Linked DNA regions of Hordeum vulgare: region 1 is linked to region 2. The links are chromatin contacts, called in public Hi-C maps. All regions are on one chromosome and are shown on one strand. Each heading gives the region's core, a stretch centred on a gene start, on an enhancer-like site or on the middle of the called end of the contact. The rest is flanking DNA. Distances are from core to core; before and after follow the strand shown. Region 1 holds the start of LOC123428407 (auxin response factor 12). Region 2 holds the start of LOC123428404 (polyamine oxidase 5).

The links. A called contact is a pair of places that touch in the nucleus more often than the background predicts.
Region 1: a Hi-C map of seedling shows a contact between it and region 2, with 2.3 times the contacts expected there. The contact joins the promoter of LOC123428407 here to the promoter of LOC123428404 in region 2. A contact is called at or near these places in 2 of 6 Hi-C or Micro-C datasets (leaf and seedling).

What each region holds. Positions count from the first base shown.
Region 1 is chr2H:651,088,324-651,092,934 of MorexV3_pseudomolecules_assembly, reverse strand. LOC123428407 (auxin response factor 12) reads left to right here and starts at 2,563. Exons shown (of 16, transcript XM_045112602.1): 1 at 2,563-2,726; 2 at 2,819-2,984; 3 at 3,126-3,235; 4 at 3,385-3,483; 5 at 3,592-3,648; 6 at 3,771-3,926; 7 at 4,027-4,111. The coding sequence starts at 2,912.
Region 2 is chr2H:650,905,843-650,909,850 of MorexV3_pseudomolecules_assembly, reverse strand. LOC123428404 (polyamine oxidase 5) reads left to right here and starts at 1,766. Exons shown (of 10, transcript XM_045112598.1): 1 at 1,766-2,285. The coding sequence starts at 2,252.

The DNA of each region.
Region 1 (4,611 bases), core at 1,314-3,813, 180 kb before region 2:
GCAGCACCACCTGCTAGCTTATAGCTAGGCGCTGCATGTGTGCTGGTGATGGTGATCAGCAACGGTGCAGCTCAAGTCATGTGGTTAGCACGATATAAGTACTTTCCATATCCCGTTTTGTCACAAAGTATAGTAGCATATTTTTCTAGAGTAAACAAGGCAGTTGAGGGTACGGCCGGGCAGGTTAGCTGGACATGGCCGTTTATGGGTACACCTGAACGAAGAGTGCAAACGTTAGCGGTAAGTTGCTACTACTAGCGGACGATTCTCACTGCCACGCACTGTGCCTTTGCACTTTCCAGGACGGGCGCTTCTTTTTGAAAACACCCGGACAAGTCCGTCCTTGGGCAGGACGATAGGCCAAGTACAAGACCTGCCTTAAATAACAAGTAATAAAAAACTCAAAGTATTGGGCACCATTGACTAATACGGAGCGAGCGTGCGTGCGTGCCTACAGAGTACAGACAGACCGGCAAGTGGAGTACACGTACGTGCTCCAGATCCAGTCCTTAACAACTAAACTGGCAGCCGCATTAATTATCATCTGATTAATAACATAACAACCTAGGCCCGGCCCGGCCCGGCCCGGCCCGGTCAAAAGCCGTAGCGGCGGTAGTAGTACGGATGATGGCACGGCCACCTCTCGTTTTCTCGACTCATCATGATCCCTCCCCTGTCTCCTATTGGTGACCACTAAAACTAAGACCCTGATAAGCAAGGATCTGCTTTACTATCACTTGTGTTTTCGCAGCAACAAAAAAAGAAGAAGAGGGGTGTATGCGAATGATGAGGCCCACTTGTCATGCTGCGCTTTTTAAGGTATATAAGTATTTCCTTTACAAAGTTGAAAGTTACGGCACAAGGTTATCATGGATAGCAGCACTGTTGGCAGATGCCGGAAGTTGCAGCCAAAGCAACAACGGTCGAATCCGCATAAAGCATGTTCACTGACTAGCGGTGTGCTCACTGTTGTCACCCATAGTAGACTCCAAGCACTAGATATAGACAGCTAATATAAGTAGGCCAACCCAATAATAACAACCCTAGCTAGGGATCACGTACCCGTAATCAAACACGAGTGCACGCCGGTAGATTACGCCGTAAACTCTTTGGGATCTTTTTTCTCTCGCAACAGTACGGTCGATCCTACCACCGTACGTTCCACGGGCGCACGTAGTAGCTGCGCCTAGGCCTGGCGGTAGGTAGCGGCGGTAGTTTTCCGCGACGTGCTTTGGTGGCAGTAAAAAAGGTGAAAGACGCGGGGAATATACCACGGGCACGTCGCGTCGACGTACGTACGTACGTACGGGTCCGATCGGCCGACGTGTCTTCCATCCATGTCTCGCCTCACTCCAGTTCGTGTCACCTTTCTCTCACCCGGTCGGCAGAAGGAGGAGAGAGATGCTATTTGTTTATGCATTTCTCTCTCTCTCGTGCGAGGTCACGTCACGGTACGAGCGGCATGTCGCGCGCAGTGCACTGATGAGGGGACGTGACACGATCGGGCTCCGTACCCCGTACCCATCCTATACTTTCTTTCCTTTTCTTTATAAATTTACTTTCTTTTCTTTTCTTTATAAATTTAATTTAATGCGCCGTTTTGTGACGTACGCTTACTGTGTGCACGCGCGCGTGCTAATCGCGGCCCGGATTAAGGTAGTTGACGGGCTCGGACCGGACCGGCGACCGGTGCTGGGGTTTGTGTGGGCAAGAAGAGTCGAGCGGTTTCGACATGAGTTAATTAACTACCAGCCTACTGCCAAGTTTAGAACTCTACTAGGTAATGATTAAAGTTTTTTTTTTTCGCGGTGAAGGCCTATGTTCGTTCCCAAGATGCCATCCGTCCATCATCGGTTTTTGCGGTCTTGGCCGCCGAAGATGCCGCCATCATGCAAAAAACGCTGCGCTTTGCCGGGGGGAAATGCGTCAAAATTCGGCCGGCTTATCGTGTTAGCCTGGCGGCAGGCAGTTCGACACGGTGATGAGGCGCTTTATGCCGACGACGACGACGAGTCTTAGCAAAGGGAGGAGAGTACAGATGCACAGTGTTGGGAGAAAGGCATCGCATCATGGACGGACGGATGCCCACCACCACCACAGTGGATACGTGCGTGCGTGCACCCCAGGCGTCACGTACACGGGCCAAGGAGGAATAATCGCTCGCCGCTCATCTCGATGGAACATATAATCAACTACTAGAGGAGATGGAAATATTTTGAAAAAACGGCACGCGGAATCTGGTGGGAGGGAGGGGAGGGACTGGACAAACACGTCCCAGCGGTGGGCCGTGGCCTCACAGGCGGCCTGGCCCACGCCGCAGAGATACTATCATACGCCAGTGAGAGTGAGAGTGAGAGTGGGCGGTCTGATCTGATGGATCGATCTTGTGGCGGCATTGGCATTACGGGCGGGCGGGGCGGGGGTTACGGGGCGCCCGACAGCGGCTTACATGAGCCCATAAAATACGGCTTTTTCGAAAACCCGCTTTCCAACTTTCCTCTCTCTCTCTTCTCGCCTCGCTTTATTCAAAACTCTCTTCTCTCTCCTCGGCACTGTGCACACGCGCACTCCCACTCGCACTTCTGCCTCTGAACCGGCTTAAATGCGCCGGACCTAATCATTCCCCCCCCCCTCCCCTCTCCCTCTCTCTCTCTCTGCGCACCCCCACCCTCCTGGCCGGCCACCATGGCGATCTCCGAGCTCGGATGACTGCCGGATGAGATGAGGTAGGCGCGTAGCGTATTTGATGCCGCTCCCTTTTTATCCGTGTGGGAGTGGCGGCTGACGCGGTGCCTTGGCTTGCCTTTGCTTGTTGCAGAATGCGGCGGATTTGAGGATGGGGTACCGCCGGGCGGATTTGTGAGGGGGCGTTGGTTTCTCGTTTTCTGGTCTTGTTACGGGTGTGGGGGAGATGAGCTCCTCTTCCGGGGCCAGCCTCGGCGGCCAGCCGCCGCCGCCGCCGCCCGCCGCGCCGCCGGAGGAAGGTCAGCTAGGTCTTGTTCGGTTGGTTGTTTATTGCCTGCTTGCTACCTGCACGCGTGCCTGGCCTTTCTTCTTCCCTTGGTTGGTTTGTTTATTAGGCTGATTTTGTTGAGGTGTGCGTGCGTGCGTGTGTGCGGGTGCAGAGAAGAAGAACCTCAACTCGGAGCTGTGGCACGCCTGCGCCGGCCCGCTCGTCTGCCTCCCCACCCTCGGCACGCGCGTCGTCTACTTCCCGCAGGGCCACAGCGAGCAGGTCAGCTCCGCTAGCTCCGCCGTCACCCTCCCTCCCTCGGCTGTTTCCTCTTTCTTAACCCCTCCGCGCGTGCGTGCGTGCAAGCTGGTCGATGTATTGCCTGCGTCTTGTGTTTCCTAACGCCGCGTGTGTGTGCTTGCGTCATGAAGGTGGCGGCGTCGACGAACAAGGAGGTGGAGGGGCACATCCCCAACTACCCCAACCTGCCGCCGCAGCTGATCTGCCAGCTGCACGACGTCACAATGCATGTACGTCGTCTCCCAGCCTTGATTCCTCACATCAGATGCATCCATCCGTATTATCATCCGTTTCGGTGCTGCGGGTGCTGAGTTTAGTCACCGTGACAATCTGTGCAGGCCGATGTGGAGACCGACGAAGTGTACGCGCAGATGACGCTGCAGCCGCTGAACCCAGTAAGCCTACCAGAACGATTTCATGATTGCAGCAGCAGTGGTTAAATCAATGATGTGATTCTTATACGGAGTTTGATGTTTTCTTTTCTCACCTGTCTTGTGTTGGTCTGTAATTGGTGCAGCAAGAGCAGAACGACGCCTACCTGCCGGCCGAGATGGGGATCATGAGCAAGCAGCCGACCAACTACTTCTGCAAGACGCTGACGGCCAGCGACACCAGCACGCACGGCGGCTTCTCCGTGCCCCGCCGTGCCGCCGAGCGCGTCTTCCCCCCTCTGGTGTGATGAGTGTGTAGCTCTGGGCGGCGTTCCTTTCCTTTTGCACCGTGGGTTTTGGGTCTGCTGTTGCCAATAACAGGTGGTATAGTGTGGTTTGTAGGATTTCACGCAGCAGCCTCCTGCTCAGGAGCTAATTGCGCGGGATATTCATGACGTCGAGTGGAAGTTCAGACACATCTTCCGAGGCAAGTTCCCAAAATCTCCAGGGCTTATTCTTATTAGGTCACCGTGGAAGTCTGCTGGTCTTAAATGAAGTTCCTTCTTAATTTGTTTGGCTTTGGACTGCCATGGTACAGCTTGACTTTCTTATGACTGATGATTGATCAAATCATGTCCTTACAAGCATTTCCAAGAGTAAATGTGCCCACAGAAATACCAACTGTTCGTGCAGGAAACAGTCAGTACATGAAATTCTCTTCGACATCCTTGCAAAAAGAGAAATTCTTAAAATATACAGTATTATTTTTTTATTGTACTAATACTTGAGCAGAGTATAGTATTGGATTGAATATAAGTAACAATCGACAGGAATATGTCATCAGATGTTTTCTGAAATATTCATGGGGGGTCAGGCACTAACAAAATTGCACATTGGGGACTCTAGTCTCTGTATTGGTGTTCACTCTTTCCAGCCAGTACCAAAATTTGTTGTGGATTCTTCAGTGCAGAATATACTCTAGAATAT
Region 2 (4,008 bases), core at 517-3,016:
AACTTTTATCTCTTAAACCGTTAATTCGATCGATGATCCGTTTTCATCGTTGGCTTTGTTTCGACGAAATCTTCAAAACTTGATCCCATGTCGACATGGTTCGTCAATTTTTTTTCTCGTACTTACCACATTTGTTGCATTTACTTGTCATATTAGTAAGTACTTACTTGAGTGATAAAAAATAACTTAATCGCTAAATTTTTAGAAATTGCGTATAAATATGACATCTCAACATAATCAAAGTGGCAAGCACAAACAACTTTTTTAGGCGATTACGTGCAAAAATATGACAACTCAACATATTTAAAACCGGTGACCAGAAAGTGCCTAGTCCACCACTTCTACCGTGGCTACTTAGAGCAAAATCATTATCAAAGCCTAGAGTACCAGTTAAAATTTCCACCCTCACTCTATCAATTTGAGTTTCAACAATACACATGAAGGTAGGGCAAAGTTCTTCGCGATGTCGCGAATCTCTCGAACTATCGCCGCGTTGCCCGCGCCACGACAGTTCCAGCTGATAATACTCATTGGGTCCGGCGGTGCCCTTTGACAGGGCCCGCCAAACTTTGTTTTACCGCTCCAACAATGGGTTCCTTCCCAGTTGTAGTCCCCGATTTCTCAAGTCCCTATTGGGAGGGGGGCTTTGAGGGTTTAAGCCCTGTGGCACAATAGCAAGTTGATCAGTGCTCGGGTCAAGGAGCGGCTGCTGCATGTTCTCTATGCTCGTATCTACCCTATCACCCCTTTTCCGGTTCGACTCCAACATATCTATGTCATTGTCCTCCTAGAAGTTGTCCTCGCGGACCTCCCTGTGAACCACATCCAGAGTTCGAGTAGCCAGCGCGCGCCCTCTACCTCCTTTGCGTCCACATCCCCCTCCGGGGCCATAGCCTGTCCGCATTGCCCATGAAGCTCGAAGGTCTTTAAAGAACATCACCGATCGTGAGGGAACTCCATCTCCATGTTCCTTGTATACATGGCCAAGATGCCCACACACCGCACAACAATCAGGTAGTTATTCGTACCTCACCCTGTAAATCTGCCGCTCACCATGTCTGATCATCGAGACAACATTCTTGAGTGGTTTCCGAATGTCGATCTTGACCCACACACGGTAAAAATTACCTGCAAAATCGTGAGAGGGTTTTTGAATGAAAAGCACCTCATCAACTCTACTTGCCAGAGCTCAAACCACGTGTGTGTATTTGTCAGAACATCATGAATTTGCACCCATATATCGAGTGTGTAGAGCGGGACCTTGGATGGTTGTGTGGTGCCATCATATGGAGCGAGAATGACCGCGTCTCCACGAAAGTTCCAGGGGCCTTCTTGCATCACCCGCTCCCAATCTCCCAAGGAGAAGAATTGCACTGTATAGTGGTTGTCCTCCTTGCAATCGTGGGCGAGATCCCACGCTGCTCTCATGTTCTTGAAGAACCAGAACTGACTGTAGGGTTTAGTGATATGCACCCTAGTGATAACGATCCATCTGCAGGCCACATCTCGCGGGGCCTCCTTCTCATCATAGACAACATCATCTAGATCCTCCTCCCGGAGCCCGAGCTCCGCCATCATCTTCTCCACCTCGCCAGCGCTGGACGCCTTTGCCGAGGCTGAACTGTAGTACCACACTCCACTCCACTCCACTCGTAGTATAAGCCACAGGCATCGTGCCGTCCCAGCAGCAATAACGCAACTCCACAGGCGCGCACATGCAAAAACACCACCACTCGCCTGGCTATAAAACGAACCTCCCTCGCACCAGACCCGCACCGCACCAACCAACCCGACGCAACCCGACCCGTCTCGGCCAACCGTGCACCTCCCGCACTCTCCCTCCCACCCACGCACGCACCCTCGCGCGCTCTCCTCCTCCACCACCACCTCACCCGTCCGGGCTCGGCGGCGTGGCTCCGCAGGAAGGGATCGCCGGTGCGGGCGTCACCGGTGACGGGCCGTTTTGGGTATGAGAGGGGACCTCCGCGAGGCGCCGAGCACCACCACCACCACCGCAGCATCCAGCGTCGACGTCGGCGGCCCCATGGACGGCCTCCTCGTCTTCGTCTTCTACCTCTCGCTTCCTATACGTGGCGCCCGCGACCACTCCTCCTCCCTCTCCTCTAATTGCTAGCCTCCCGCCCGGATCGATCTCTTTCCCACTCTGTCTCTGTTTCGATTCGACTCGATCCTCCTTCCCGCCGCCGCCGTCGCCGTCGCGCTGCAGCTGGGCTCGTCGGTCTGACCGAGGATGGACCAGCCGCCGAATGGCTTCGCCGCAGGAGGTGCGTGCCCGACCAAAACACTCCCCCTGTCATTTTCCCGTTTCCTTCCTCAAAAGATATTGTTTCGTGTTCAGTAATTTTCTTTCCAGTTTTGATTGATGTGTTCAGTGTTACGTCAGTGTGAAGAAACCTCTCAGCGTTTCGCACTGGGTTGATTAATTCCACTACGTAATTGTACCAGCGGTGTGGGGGTAAATATTACCAGTAGAACTAGTACTTAATTAATTGTGAAATTGATCGGGCGAAATGTAGCTGTCGTGGAAAGTGGACTGACGTCCCAATCGTGCTGCTAATCGACCCTGTCTGTGACAGTTTAGTGTCTTCTCCAGCGCTCAAAAGGGCAAAAATTATTGGACCAGAATTGTTCCTCAGATTCATTTGATGTTGATGTATAATAAGGGACCACCACTCATCTCTGGGGCCAATCATCTTAAAGACGATATTTTTTAACAAATGATGGGCCTTACTTAGTAGTATGATTGATCAGCCGAGCTAAAAAAAATTCTTATGAAACAAAGAGATATTTTTGGTGACTTAATCGCCGTATGGTAGACACATAAAAAGTGGCGTTGGTCGGTCGATGAGAATCTAGAAGAATGAATCTTACAAGCAAACCGGTGAATCGTCATAGAAACAGAGGATGTTACATGTAAAAAAAAAGAAAGGGGCTGTGATGGCGACGGGCAAGTGAAACCATGAAAGGGATGTAGAACAAGGTTCCATAAATCAGAGACCACTAAAAAGTTGAAAAAAATCAAGCACTTTTGCGTTTGCAAGAAGACAGAATGGGGGGGCAGCATTCAATGTCTATTTGCTCCTCATTCTTGTCCGCCTTCTTTTTTATAGCATATGCCTCTGCGTCGGTTAATCCATAGTGCTGCGGATCGAATAAATTCAAGGGATTGGTCAGGCTGATATTGTTCCAACTCTCTTGTTGGTAATCAACTAGACGGAATAAATCACTCACGGCATATTCCTGAACGATTGTTCTGTCAATCCCAAAAGGGCAGTCCCATTCAGGTGGCTTTTCATATGCTAGAATGGACAACTATGACCAGTTGCAGATTTAACAAACAATTGGTCAGTATAAATTAACCCACACAGTGCACTGAGTGGAGATTTTGGCATGTGCATGCTTGTTCAGGTAGATGGTTGAAAAATACCCCCTCTGTAAAGAAATATAAGAGCGTTTGGATCACTACTTTAGTGATATAAATGCTCTTATATTTTTTACGGAGGGAGTACTAAATATGTGATACTAGGTGAGTTTAGAGCAGAGAAATGGGTGTAGAACAAGGTTACATAAATTGAGACCACTAAATTGTGAATTGTTTTTAGCACTTTTGTGCTTAGAAGAAGACAGAACGGGGAACAGCATCCCAGGTCTATCTGTCCTTATTCTTGCTTTTTTATAGCATATGCCGCTGCATCAGTTAATCGATATTGCTGCGGATCAATTTAATTATTGGGATCGTTATGTTGATCTCGTTCCATCATTAGACTCTCTTGCTGCTAATCAACTGGACAGAACAAATTGCTCGACGCATATTCCTGAACAATTCTTCTATCACTTCCTGAGAGGCATTCCTATTTAGGTGTTTTTTCATATGCTAGAATGGACAACTAAGACCAGTTGCAGAGTTAACAAACAATTTTTCAGTACAAAATAAACACACATAGGTGGAAATTTTGATATGTGCTTACACAGGTAGTTTCAGAATAC